Regions from separate parts of the Urocitellus parryii genome. Here region 2 is linked to region 1. A link is a contact called in public Hi-C data. All regions are on one chromosome and are shown on one strand. Each heading gives the region's core, a stretch centred on a gene start, on an enhancer-like site or on the middle of the called end of the contact. The rest is flanking DNA. Distances are from core to core; before and after follow the strand shown. Region 1 holds the start of Trmt10a (tRNA methyltransferase 10A). Region 2 holds the start of Dnajb14 (DnaJ heat shock protein family (Hsp40) member B14).

Evidence for each region. A called contact is a pair of places that touch in the nucleus more often than the background predicts.
Region 2: a Hi-C map of muscle shows a contact between it and region 1, with 5 times the contacts expected there. The contact joins the promoter of Dnajb14 here to the promoter of Trmt10a in region 1. A contact is called at or near these places in 2 of 2 Hi-C or Micro-C datasets (liver and muscle).

The regions. Positions count from the first base shown.
Region 1 is chr10:46,628,330-46,635,075 of mUroPar1.hap1, forward strand. Trmt10a (tRNA methyltransferase 10A) reads right to left here and starts at 1,481. Exons shown (of 8, transcript XM_077803345.1): 1 at 1,357-1,481.
Region 2 is chr10:46,959,157-46,965,483 of mUroPar1.hap1, forward strand. It overlaps Dnajb14 (DnaJ heat shock protein family (Hsp40) member B14), which reads right to left and starts at 4,956. Exons shown (of 8, transcript XM_026398128.2): 1 at 4,701-4,956. The coding sequence starts at 4,833. H2az1 (H2A.Z variant histone 1) reads right to left here. Exons shown (of 5, transcript XM_026398112.2): 5 at 6,302-6,327.

The DNA of each region.
Region 1 (6,746 bases), core at 231-2,730:
AGATAAACCAACTTTGACCATCACTTCATTACATACTAGCTTGTTCAGATTACCTGTTGTGAAAAAATAGCACAATTACTAGTTTCCTAATTGTTTTAGTTTGGGTCATAATTTGTAAATTTTCTATGGCAGAATTTTGTGTTCTTCTGTGACATGCAGTTATATTCACAGTACATTTTCAGTCGTTAAACCAAGTCCAACAAATATTTAAGAACGGTATTTTAATTATAGAAATATTTGTGTGAAATTTGTTTTAGCGTAAAATAATGTGGGTAATTCACAGATCCAGGTTATCGGGTGGGCTTAAAAGAGAAAGAACTAGATAAAAGCGACTAAGGTACTTGGTGGAATAGGTAAAAAGGCATCTCAATATTTACATTTCCTCACCCCGTTAAAGCAGGGAGAATACACCTCATAAATCAATTAAAGCCAAAAGGAAAATCTTAAAAATTTCCGTGTTATCAAACAACTAAAAAGTCTTCGTAATTTACAATACAGCTCCCTTCAAGAAAGATCTAATATTGGAATAATTGCACAACGGAATTAAGGACCTGACCGTGACAGTAAAAGACCTTTCTTTAAACATGTTAATCAAATCGGTGGTAGCAAAAGCCTTTTGTTTCTATGTCAAGTCCCTAGGGCCAAAGATCTCCCTCAGAAGAAATGTTTTTAATAGGTGAGAAGGTAACCTGCCGCTATCCTCTCCACATTTCTCTGGAGAAATTCCCAAATTTTAAACTCTTAACGTGCTTCAGTGAAATCAAGCCAACTTAATAGTCCCCAGCTCACCACCATGGGGCTTAGCAGCATCAACAACTTCCCCTCGAGCTCCCTGCATCTCAGAGGGCTCAGCAACGTCAGCTCTAGAGGGAAGGGACGGGTAAAGAGGTACTAAGCATCTCGCCCCTGGTCTCTAGCCACAGGTGGCACTGCCACAACTCGTTTTTCGGCCCTTCGGAGTCTATATTCTCTCTCCCGTCATCTTTTGTAAGACCACACTCTTTGCATCCTAGGAACCGAGGGCCCATCCTTAAATAACTTGAAAGGAAAGCGCCCCACTGCAGGCCAGCAGAGCCCAGTCCACCCTCCCTATCTACACCGTTCGCCGCGCTAGCAGCAGAGAGGCGGGACTAAAATGTAGCTGGCGAATCAGAGAGCTGCGGAGGCCTCGGGGGCGCGCCCTAGCCAACGTAATTTCCTTCAGGAACAGGATGGCTATGGCCACTCGCACAGGCCCGTTCCGTCATACCCCGGAAGCCCTTGTTGCCACTCGAGGGTGGCATGGCATGCTTCCCTTTTGTATCCGAACGTTACCTAAGGGGAAGCGAGCGCGAACCGCAGTGCCAGGAGATTTACCAAACTGAGTTGATGTGGGGAACGTAGTAGTTCGTTCAGAAAGCCTCTCTTGTGTGCTCTCAGTACCGCGGGCGAGTCCTCCTTGGAAACTTCAACTCCCAGAGGCAGAGGCGAGAGTTACCCGGTGGTGGCTACGGCGATTACGTCATACGTCATTGAACTGCGCTAACTTCCGCCTCAGCTGGCCGGGGGGAGGAGGGGTTTATTCGGGCGGGGTTTGGAGTTAGGATTTGGGGAGTGGGAGGTAGTTACGGTGACGTCAGTTTTTCCCCTTAAAGAAGTAAAGGTGTACCTACGGGCATTTATTCATTCATATTCTTGTTTGTGTTCGGCGGCGTAGAGTGCTTAAGATAGTCCCATTCTTAAAAATTAAAAATGCGGTACGGATGAAAGATTCTTAGTTTTGTGTTGAAGAGTAGAGGAAAGCATCTCTTGCCTAAGTTATGTCTGTTTTATACAGAAAAAGGTTAACACGGTGGCATGATTTTACATGACTCAAGTGGAAAATAAGAGTTCAAGAAATTAGTCAAATTCATAATAAAAATGCATTTAAATTTGGAATTTCTAAGCCTTTTTTTATGGCTTAAGGAAAAAAAAGCCAGACGCTTTACTCTCCATTCATTCTTTGACCTATTTTTCCTGTGCTATTTTGCAAAACATCAGGTGATGTTTCATTGTTTGTACTACTTGACCTTATATAATCTTTTTGCTATATATAGACCAAGTCAACTAAGGGAGAAGCAAAACTCAATCCTGTGGATTGTCGTTTTCTATTTTTTTTTTATTTGACCCTACTTCTAATAGGTGATTACTGTAAAATTTGAAGATTAAAAATGAGGTTTGAATCTTGGAATATAAATTGGCCTTCTTAATATAGAAGGAACTCTGAAGTATTTTTCCCTTGATGTTTGAAGACATTTGAACGTGTTTAAGGCTTGAGTGAATAGAAAGTTAAATTCAGAATTTTAGGTTCTCTAAAATAATTTCAGTGTCTCTGAATTTAGTCACAAAACTGAAGTCACTCTTGCTTTAAATTCTCAAATTTATTTGAAAAACTGTGTGAGCTGTAATACAATTGTGAGTCCCTCTCAGTTTCTTCCTCATCTGAAATCTAAAAGATCTCTGTAACTGAACATTGGCAATGAAATCTGGATTCATTTTCTGATCTGTTAGTAGGGCATCTTTTTTCAGCTGCCTCCATATCGGGGCAAAGAGTAGCTGAGGGAGGATTAGTAATTGGATATGTAGCCCTTCACATGTAGGTCATTAAATTCAGGCTGGCACAGTGATGTGCCAGATCTTTCAACAGCTGTTCAGTTGCCTCTCTGGGATCTGTTTTATAAATAATTACACATTTTTTTAAAGGTAATACCTGGCATCCTTAGATAATTAAAACAAAGTTTTGTAAGTCATTAAAAAGTCCTCATGTTTTAATAATGGAGTAAATTAATTTTTACTTGACCATTTAATTTGTAGTCTTATGGTCCAAATTTAAAGGCCCTAGAATAATCCAAAGTAAGTACCAAAAAAGTATGAGCAAAAAAGAAAACAAAATTGAATTTAACCAAAGATTGTATCATAAAAAGTTTAAGGTGGAATCGTTGGACATGAAACAATTCTCATTGATTTGTAAAATTCATGTTTATTTGATGTATTTGTCTAGTTCCATGCTTTTTTCTTAGTTCTGGTGGTAAATAGCTAAATCATTATGTCCTTAAGTAATTCCTAGTCTAGTAGAAGAGCCAGAAGTAAATAAACAACGTAAAATATGCAATGTATTAGAGATATCTGTAGAGGGAAAAGAGCAACTAAATGTTTATTGAGACAAAGAACATAGTTTCAAAGATTGAATGATTTTGCTCCATCTTGTAAAGTAAGTAGGAGTTTTCCAGACATCAGGAAGGGAAAGGAATTTAATATACAGACACCAGTAAAAGAAAGACTTAAGTGGGTCACAGTTTTACACATGACTAAAAGCTGTGCATAGAGGGAAGAAGAAAGAAGAAAAATAACCCTAAGGATTTTTCTAATTTGGACAGCTGTAGAAATGTAATTCCGTTAACTGTGTCATTAAGGGAACACTGGAAGAAAATTAGGTTTTAGAAAAAATAGGCTGGTTTTGAATATGTGAATTCTGGTGAGTCTGTAGGACATCTAAATAGAAACATTTAAAAATCAACAGCACATGTTTATAGTTTAAGCCAATATAAGAAGTTGTCCATGATTTACCAAGTCTATCAGGACTGGAAGGTAAGAAATGAAAGGTGTCACAAGCCTGAGAGTGCACTGCCTCTTTAATCAGGATACAAGTTCCATTTTGTAATGTAGGCATTATGACACTGGGCTTCAGGTTTTTTAAGATCAGTCAGATATCTGCATTTGTACGTGAAACTTGGTTGTAAGCTTTGGCAACTATTTTGTATGTTTTTAAAATACTGATCAACTATTATAGAAAATGATCAGGAGTTTTCTAAAGAAATTAAAAGTAGAACTTCCACACAATCCAGAAATCCCTTTTCTGTATGGATATCCAGAGGAAATGAAATCACTGCCTCATGCAGGTATCTATACTTCCATGTTTATTGCAGCATTATGCACAATAGCCAAGATATGGAAACAACTTAAGTGTCAATTGATGAATGGATAAAGAAACTGCTAAAGATATACAATGGAGTATTTATTCAGCCCTAAAAAATTATGAGATCTTGTCATTTGCAGCAAGATGGATGAGACTGGAGGACATGATCCTAATAAGCCAGCTGCAAAAATATTGTACTATTTCTCTTATAAGTTTTTTTAAAATTCAAATACATGGATTAAAGCAATAGTTAACAGGAGTGATTGGGAGGTTGGGGGAGGAGAAAATGGGAAGACAATAGGTCAGAAAACAAAGTAACAGATATAAGGTGAATAGGTCTAGAGAGCTGATTTACAATGACTACTGGGTCATAAAATTATTCTGCATATGGGAATTATACTGAATAAGTGGATTTAGGCTGATTTTGTCACAGACACAACAATAAAAAGGGTAACTATGGGAGATGATGGGTATGTTAATTTGCCTAACTGGGAATGTTTTTAACTGTCTATATGTATTCCATAACATATGTTGTATACTTTAAATATATACAATAAAATTTATGTAAAACTAGAAAAAAAGCATCTGCGAAGTTAACTACAAATCAATAAATAAATACAGAATAGTCTAAAGAAATCATATCTGTGGATCCCATTTAAACAATGGACAGCCAATGTATTAAATCGGACTGCAAATTGTAGAATAAGAAGGAGCTAAAATCAGAATTTTAGCACATGATAATATGGTAGTAAATGCAATTATGAGCTCCTCCATTATGTTTGGCCACATTGAGCAATCATTCCAAATTCTATTATCGTAAACCTACTTCTGATTTTTAAGTCTGAGAGTACTCTTCAACTGGTTGAGAATGGGGAGGTGGAGGAATAGAATGACACTTGCAAGTACTTAATTTCACATGAAGAAAACCAAAAAGGAACCAATTTTAAACATGACTTAAAAGGCATCTATAAGGAACTATCAGCTTCTTATGTAAACTTCCTTCTATCTTCATTTTGATTGACTTCAAAAATCAAGTTTGAAATGTATTTTAAAGTACCTCATCTTCTCAAATAGTACATAAATATTGAAGAGTAGGAAGATGACTAGAGAGACAGTGTAATATGAGAACTTCCTGAATATCCTCATAAAAGCAAGTAAAGCATCTAGAATAGCTAAAACTAACTAAATAAATAACAAAAACATTATTAGGCAATAGTCATAACTAGGTTAAAAAAGCATTCTTAATAAATTTCGAAATATCGCCTTCTGTGTAGAAGGAAATAGGGGAACACAACAAAGAACCTGAAAGCTTTGAGAATGGGAAGCTCCCAAAATGCCAAATATTTGCTAAAAAGCAAAGGAGACCAACATGGGATCAGCTGCAAAATGGGCAGGGAGTCTGGTCAACAAAAAGTTTAGGTCAATTGTAAAGGAATGAACAGAAAGTTCTAAAGTTACCACATAATGTGAAGTCTAGAAACTCCAGCAAATAGGAACTACATTCTTGGACAAAGTCCAACATCAAGGAGAAACTGCTAGAAGTAAAATCCTAACTGAATAGGATGAGGACAATAGAGGGCAAAGTAATAATGTGGGCCCACCCAAAAGTCAGACAGGAGAAAGGGTTCAAAAATTGAGGTTAACATATGTCATAAAATACCAGAAAAAGAATCTGTAGGGGCTGCCGCTGTGGCCCAGTGGTAGAGTGTTTGCCTTGCATTGGTGAGGCACTGGGTTCAATCCTTAGCACCACATAAAAATAAATAAATAAAGATATTGTGTCCATTTACAACTAAAATAATATTTTGAAAGAATCTGTAGAATGATAAAGCTATAAAACTCTTCTATACACCTTTCCTTCTTAAAATTACAAAATAAGATGTAGTTAAAAATAAGTCACAGAAAAGGATTCTGATTGAATTCTATTCAAAGTTGCTATAGTTAAATAAAGGTGGAGGGAACGATGAAGCAGAAAAAAAAAAGATGAAAACTATAACCCAATATTCCTAGAAAATTTTCAAAAATGTTAAATGATAGAAAATATGAAAGAACAAAAGACAATAACTCAAAATTACTCAAGAAAATATTTTATTAAAGAGGACAATAGAACTCAAAAAAGAATAAGAAATATTAAAAGTACACATATATATTCAACATTGTATTGAAAATCCTACCCAGTGCAATAGGATAAGGCAATAAAAAGAAAAAATAAATAAAACTGTTTGCAGATGATAATATTCTCTATGTCAAAAAAATCCTACCAAACCCTTATTAAACAAATAAGCAATTATAGCAAACTCATGGGATACAAAGTTAAGATACAAAAGTCAATTGCTTTCCTATATATCATTAATACACAATTGGAACTTGGAAAGTAACTAGATTATCATTATATATATATATATATATATATATATATATATATATATATATATATATATATCAGATTTATATATTGATATAAATCTGTTGTGGTTTGGATCTGGAACATCCTTTCGAGACTCATGTGTTGAAGGCTTGGTCTGCAATGCAGCAATGTTCACAGGTGGGGCTTTGGGAAATAACTGGATTATGAGAGCTTTACCTTCATCAGTGGATTAATCCATTGAGGGATTTGCAACTGATGGTGCTATTGGGAAGTGGATACTAGTTGGAGGAAGTTGGTCACTGAGGGCATGACCCAGAATGGTATTTCTTGTCCCCAGTCCTGATCTCTGCTTACCAGCTGTCATGGACTGAGCAGCTTTCCTCTACCATAATTATGGCCATGGCCCAAAGTGATAGAGTAAATGGAGCAAGATGACCATGGACC
Region 2 (6,327 bases), core at 3,706-6,205, 330 kb after region 1:
CTGGATTTTTCTGATTTATGTAATGTCATCAGTCACATGAAATCTCATTTGCAGTAATGTACAATATCATAAACAACAGTTGTGCAAACTACTTATAAAACAAAGTTCATTTACTTTTTGGTTTTAAAACTCTCCGAGTTCATTTTTTGCATTTACCTTCCAGATACACTGAGATTTTAACATAACCTGCATTTAACTAATACACATGCTTGGTTCATCAAAAAAAAAAAAAAAAGAAGAAGTAGTAGTAGTAGTAAACATTACTTAAAAATCCCACACAAGAAGAAAAAAAAACATACTATTTTCATATTTTTAACTCTAGTCACTCTCATTGGCTGGCCACTCAGCTTTACAGACAATTTCAAATGAAAAAAAAAATGCATCTGTAGCTTAACTTTATTCTATTGTTGATATACTGTGGATATTCTTTTATAGCAATAAATATAGTCCTCAGCATTTTTAATAGGTAAATAGTATATAAGTGCAGTGAAACTTATTTTGTCAATTCCCACTGATGGACATTTACATTCTTCCCAAATTTTTGCTCATCATAACCCTTAAATCTGAATTTTAAACACTTAGTGTGGTTATTGAAAAGCTTCATTACTGAAAGTGTTAACATGGAATATCATACAGTTATAAAACTCTTATTTAGTTATTTAACAAATCCTCTTTATTGAGAATTGTAAAATTTTATAAATAAATATCATTCCAGAGACCTGTACATGCCACAAGTATATGTAAGACAGCATTAGGTATTATGGTAGTGAAACGAACGAATGATAAAAATCAAAATGGCTCAAGACTTCTAAGGAATTTTTAATCTAAAAGAGGGAGAGATTTTATACAAACAATAAAGAAATGAGGGCTAGGGATGTAGCTCTGACACAGCAATTGTTTTTCACATGATTTAAGGCCCTGGGTTTGATCCCTAGCACAGGAAAAAAAAAAAAAGCAAAAACAAAAAACAAAGAAATGAAATGCTGCATGGCAGAACTAAATGCTAAGTAAAGCATAAAATATGGAGTTCAAATCCCAACTTAAATTAATCCTAATTTAAAGGAATTATTTTGTCCTCAAATAAGTACTAAAAAAATGGCATGAGACAAATAACACTGTGAACTGCAAAGCATCATGCAGGGTGTTTTTATTTTTTGCCATATGTTTTTATTGTTTTTATTTTTTGCCATACATGACAGTTTTATTGTAATTAAGATAATAAAATATCCTTACAATAACCCTGTGAAAACTGAGGCTCAGGAAAAGAAGGAGGAAATGACAGTAACCGAATCATTATTATGCCCAGTAGATACTTAACATTTCCTCTAGAATATAAACTTCAAGAAAACAAGAACTTTTGTCTTATTATGCACTGAATCCCTAGTTCCTAGAATACTGCCCAGCACAGAAAAATATATATTCAAAAATAATCTCCATTTTATAGATGAAGGAAGTAAGTTCAAGAAGATTAAATGACCTACCCAAAATCACACTACTTAATAATTAAGATTCAAACCCAAACTCAGTATTCTTCTTTCAACTCTAATGTGCAAAATAGTTTTGACTACTAGATGAAATTTGGAAATAATTTTGCAACACTTAATTTCATCATACAGAAATAACTTTAGAATAGATAATCTGTACTAATAAATTTTAATTAAGTCAAATAGAAATAAAATGCAATTATTATAAAAAGAATAGGTTGGAAATATTTCAGATGTATGCTTAAAGTGCTTTGCTTATTACTATGAGACAAAAAGGGAGAGAAATTTTCATTTTTATTAGATAAAATTTTAAAATAATATAGCAAAAAATAAAGGAGGAAAAATTTACATGTTATCTCTCACATGAGTGGAGGAAGGGATTACTTTAATTGCTACAGTGCAGACAGATGCTGTGAATTATAGATAATCCATTCGTTAAACTTACCTATTCATTAAAGTAGATGCAGAATGGTCTTTTATGAAGCTATAGGCCACCATTTGATTCAATAAACAATAATAATGTTTTCCTTTTAAAAAAATAATCTATAATTTGTCCCCCTATGAAAGACTCAAATACTAAACTAGCAATGTAAAACATTAAAACAGTGAAACTATAAACCTCTACCAAAGTCTAAAACATATCAACAATTCAATAAACATACAATCTAAGAAACCAAAATGTAACTTACTTTCCGCCTACTAAGATTATTTTTCCAGAAATTTATTTATCCTGTGTGGTAGCTATACATGTATATTAACACTCCCAAACCTAAACTCAATTCATTGTATAAAAATATTTAAAAGTTGTACAATTCAAGAAGTTCACTGCAACAAGTACACTGTACAATAATACTGTCAAATAAAAACATTGAAAGCAACAATGTCCTAGATCCCTTTGGAGATCAAGTTTTTCCTCAAGGAAAACTCTTACCAATTTTTTGAAGAGTTTTATTAATCAGACTTCTTACCTGACAAGAAAAAAATTTTAAAAGGATAAAAATCCTGCAATTTATTAGTATTCAGTTGCAAGTTTTTCCATTTACTGAACTATAAGAATAACAGAAACCATACTAAATACTTTCTTTTGCCTTAGTACAGGTACATCCAGAAGAACTGAACTTTTTTTTTTTTGGGGGGGGAGGGGTAGTGGGGATTGAACATTGAGCCACATCCCCAGCCCTATTTTGTATATTTTTATTTAGAGACAGGGTCTCACTGAGTTGCTTAGTGCCTTGCCATTGCTGAGGCTGGCTTTGAACTCATGATTCTCCTGTCTCAGCCTTCTGATTTTTTTTTAATATTTATTTTCTAAAAAGTTTTAGGAGGACATAATACCTTTATTTTTATTTGGTGCTGAGGATTGAACCCAGTACCTCACATGTTTTAGGCGAACCCTCTACTCCTGAACCACAATTCCAGCCCCAACGATTCAATTTTCTGAAATACAAGAGTTTTATGGTAGTCTAAAGTAGGTAATATCAGGGATAACATTTTAAAATCTCAAAACCAACAGCTCTAGTTTTCTTCTACACTAATTTTTTTTATCAGGGTCTTCCACAAATGTTCTAGATCGTTCTCTGTCCTGAATTCTTAAATTATTCCAAAAAATATCTTCTGAGAGTATTTGACATAAAATACTTTTCTAAGTACTTGTACATAACTTTATTCCAGCTCACATCAACCCCGTCATGACATTTCATATATAATGAAAGCTAAGAACCTTGTCTCTGGTTACAAGATGTTAGAGACACAGTCTGCATCTCTACTAGGGTTTTCAACTACCCCAACATCATACCCTATCAACTTTACTAGATAACTACAAAATGCCCTTATAGTACATTCATATCACTGACTTTCACACTTATATATCTTAATTTTCCCAATGGTTATGGTCTTTAAAAGCAACAACTGTTTTGTTGTTATAAGATGAAAAAGTTCAGAATATCCTTTACACCACGCGCATATATTTGATGCTACTAACTCGTACACCAAAAATGGGTAAGATGGTAAATTTTGTGTTTTTAAAATTTAAAAAAAGCTCCTTTCTTTTTCTTCACCTCCTGTATTCTGATAAGAGTTCAATTATAATGTTAATGCAAAGGATAGACAGAAAAGCAAAGAGCACAAGTGTTTCAACAATGTAGAAAGTACCAATAAAACAGGTAGTCCCACATTCTTCTTATCAGTAATTTTGTTCTTAACCTGGAAATATTTTGAACCTCAACCAAAATATTATCCAGTGAGTAAGGCAATAAAGGATAGTGGTTAAAGGCCTTTTGGAATCCCAAAGCTCAGCTACTATTCTGACTTTGCTACTAAGTGTTGTGTGACCTTGGTAAGATACTTTCATTCATTCACTCAGTCGTTTGTTTACCAAAAATATTTTCATGTGGGTAATAAACCTGGGAAAATAACTCCAGTACTTAGGTATAGGACTGTTCTAAGGAGTAAATAATTCACATAAACATGCCAGGCACAATTATTGGCACTCTGTAACTTCGTGTGTGTGTGTGTGTGTTAACTTTGAAGTCTACAGAGTAGGACAATGAATAGGGTAATTTCAACTAAAATAAGTCTAGTACACTGTTACTTAAAGATTAATCTATTTTGTCGAAATTATGGTATTATCAAGTCAGATGCTATTTAGCAAATCATTGCTGTCTCTTGATCAATCTTTCAAAGTGTATACTCCTCTCTTTTAAAGAATCCGTCTCTCCCAGGGAAAAGCAATGTCATCTCAGGTATTCGAAGATGTTTGCTATGGAGACAGCTTTCTACAAAGCCCAGAAGATGGTGAAATCTGAGATTAGCCATCAGAGTTCCTTGATCCTCTCACTTCATTAGGGAACTAGGCCTTATTTGGGAGAGAGGGGACCACATAATCAAACACCCATATAAAACTGCCCTACGGTAAGACTGGACCAGTCTCCTCCTGGGGGAATGAGGACTGGGCATTTTCGAAAACGGTTCGGGGAGCCTACAACTCTTGCGGTCAGCAGAGCGGCGGCGACCCGCAGGCAGGCTGGTGCAGAGGGAGTCCTATTTCCAGGCGGGCCCGGGCCTGGCGACCGCCGGACCGCAGGCCTGCTCTTCCCCAGGACCCCACGGCGGCTGGCAGGCCCGGGCCCCGACAGCCCCCTCAGGCGCGGTGGGGTGGGGGCGAGCTGCGCGACGGCCAGGCCCCAAGGCAGGAAAGAAGGGGCACTGAGGTCTCACCGCGGGCCGAGGGCAGAGGGTAGAGCTTCTCGGCCTTCTGAAGGAAGCGCTGGGCCTTCTCGCGGTTGCCGGCATTCAGGGCCTCCCGGGCGATCTCAACACATTTCTCTGCCTCATCCCGGTTCCCCTCCATGGCTTGCGCCTGGTTCCCTTTCCTCGGGAAGAACAGCTACGACGGGGAAGCCGCCGCCGCCGCCGAGGAGGCGAGGCCAGCCCGGGTGGGGGCGTGCGGCGGCGAGCGGGGAGGAGCACAGGGGACCGTAGCGGCGGCGGCCCGGGCGCACGGGCGGGCCTCGCAGCTCCGCCTCCTCACAGCGGCCTCCCCGCCCCCCGCTACGGCGCGAGCCGCATCTTCTCCAGCCCCGGACCGATCTCCTGGGCCTGGGCCTGGGCGTCCCAGCCCACGTGGCGGCCGATAGAAAGAACCGACTGGTTCAGAGCCAAGGAGCCCACCACAGCCCGCGGGCGACAGCAGCCCCGCGCGAAGAGGGGTGGGGACGGGGCCACCGGCAACGAGAGCGCCGTGCCCCTTGACCTCCGGGCGCGGCCGGCGTAAATAGGAGCCCGCCCTGCGTGCGGCCGGGACGGCGGGGTAGGGGAGGAGACTCAAAAAATTCCCAGGGAGCGAGGCCCCGCCTCTGGGCCCCTCGTCCCTGGGAGGATTCGGTCAGGTGAGGATCACCGTGTCAGTCCCACACTTGGCACTTCCGGCACGTCAGAGCTTCGTTGGACCCTAACCCTGGGGCTTGCTTTACTGCCTCATTCCAGACTGTATCTGTAGTTCTCCAAAAGATACAAATTTAATCTGGAATTTGCAATTATTCTGGTGAAAGCAGATCCAAGCAGCGGTAATCCTAGGCCAAGATAAAAAGGACCAGCTCTTTCACCTATTAATACTTCCTTTTCCATTTTTATAACATTACCTCTAGGAAGTACCATGCCCTGTTGATCTCAGTGATGGGAAAAGGACCACTTAGAATGTTTGGCAATGTCCATATTTAAAGTTAAAATTTTTTTTTTTTCAGAACTTGTATCAAAACGTTAAAGATCCACTGCAACCCAACCATAATTTTTACATGTTGAGTGGGTCGAGCTATTGTTAGCAGCATCAACTACTATCCTTACTACTTACAAAGGAATCCTCATTATCTATAAAAAAATAAAAACGAGTATATTCCCAAAGTTATTACTGATTAACTTTCAGACTTCAAAACAGTGCCTGGCACCCAGAAAGCAGTAATTCTACCTATCCTAAACTGAAAAGTTCTTAATGTGGAAGTAGCTATGCAGATAACTTCCCCACCTACCCAAGTCCATCAGTTAACAGTGCAATGATGTAGTGCTGTCACATACTGACAAGCACAGGCAAGGCAAACAGTGCAAGAAAGAGCAATTATCCCTCTCCAGTTCCTGCCAAACTTCTAAAATCTTTTAAGAGCTCATTATATAATATTAAAAAAAAAATAATAATACAGTTGGTTACCTGACTTTGGTGATCTAGAGAGTGTTTAATTCCTAAAGGAAAAAAATGTGCTTGATTATTGCTGGATGAGATGTTCCAAAGAATCATTTCTATTACAATCAAACAATTTTAGAACAACTAGTTTGGGATATGACCTTTATTGAA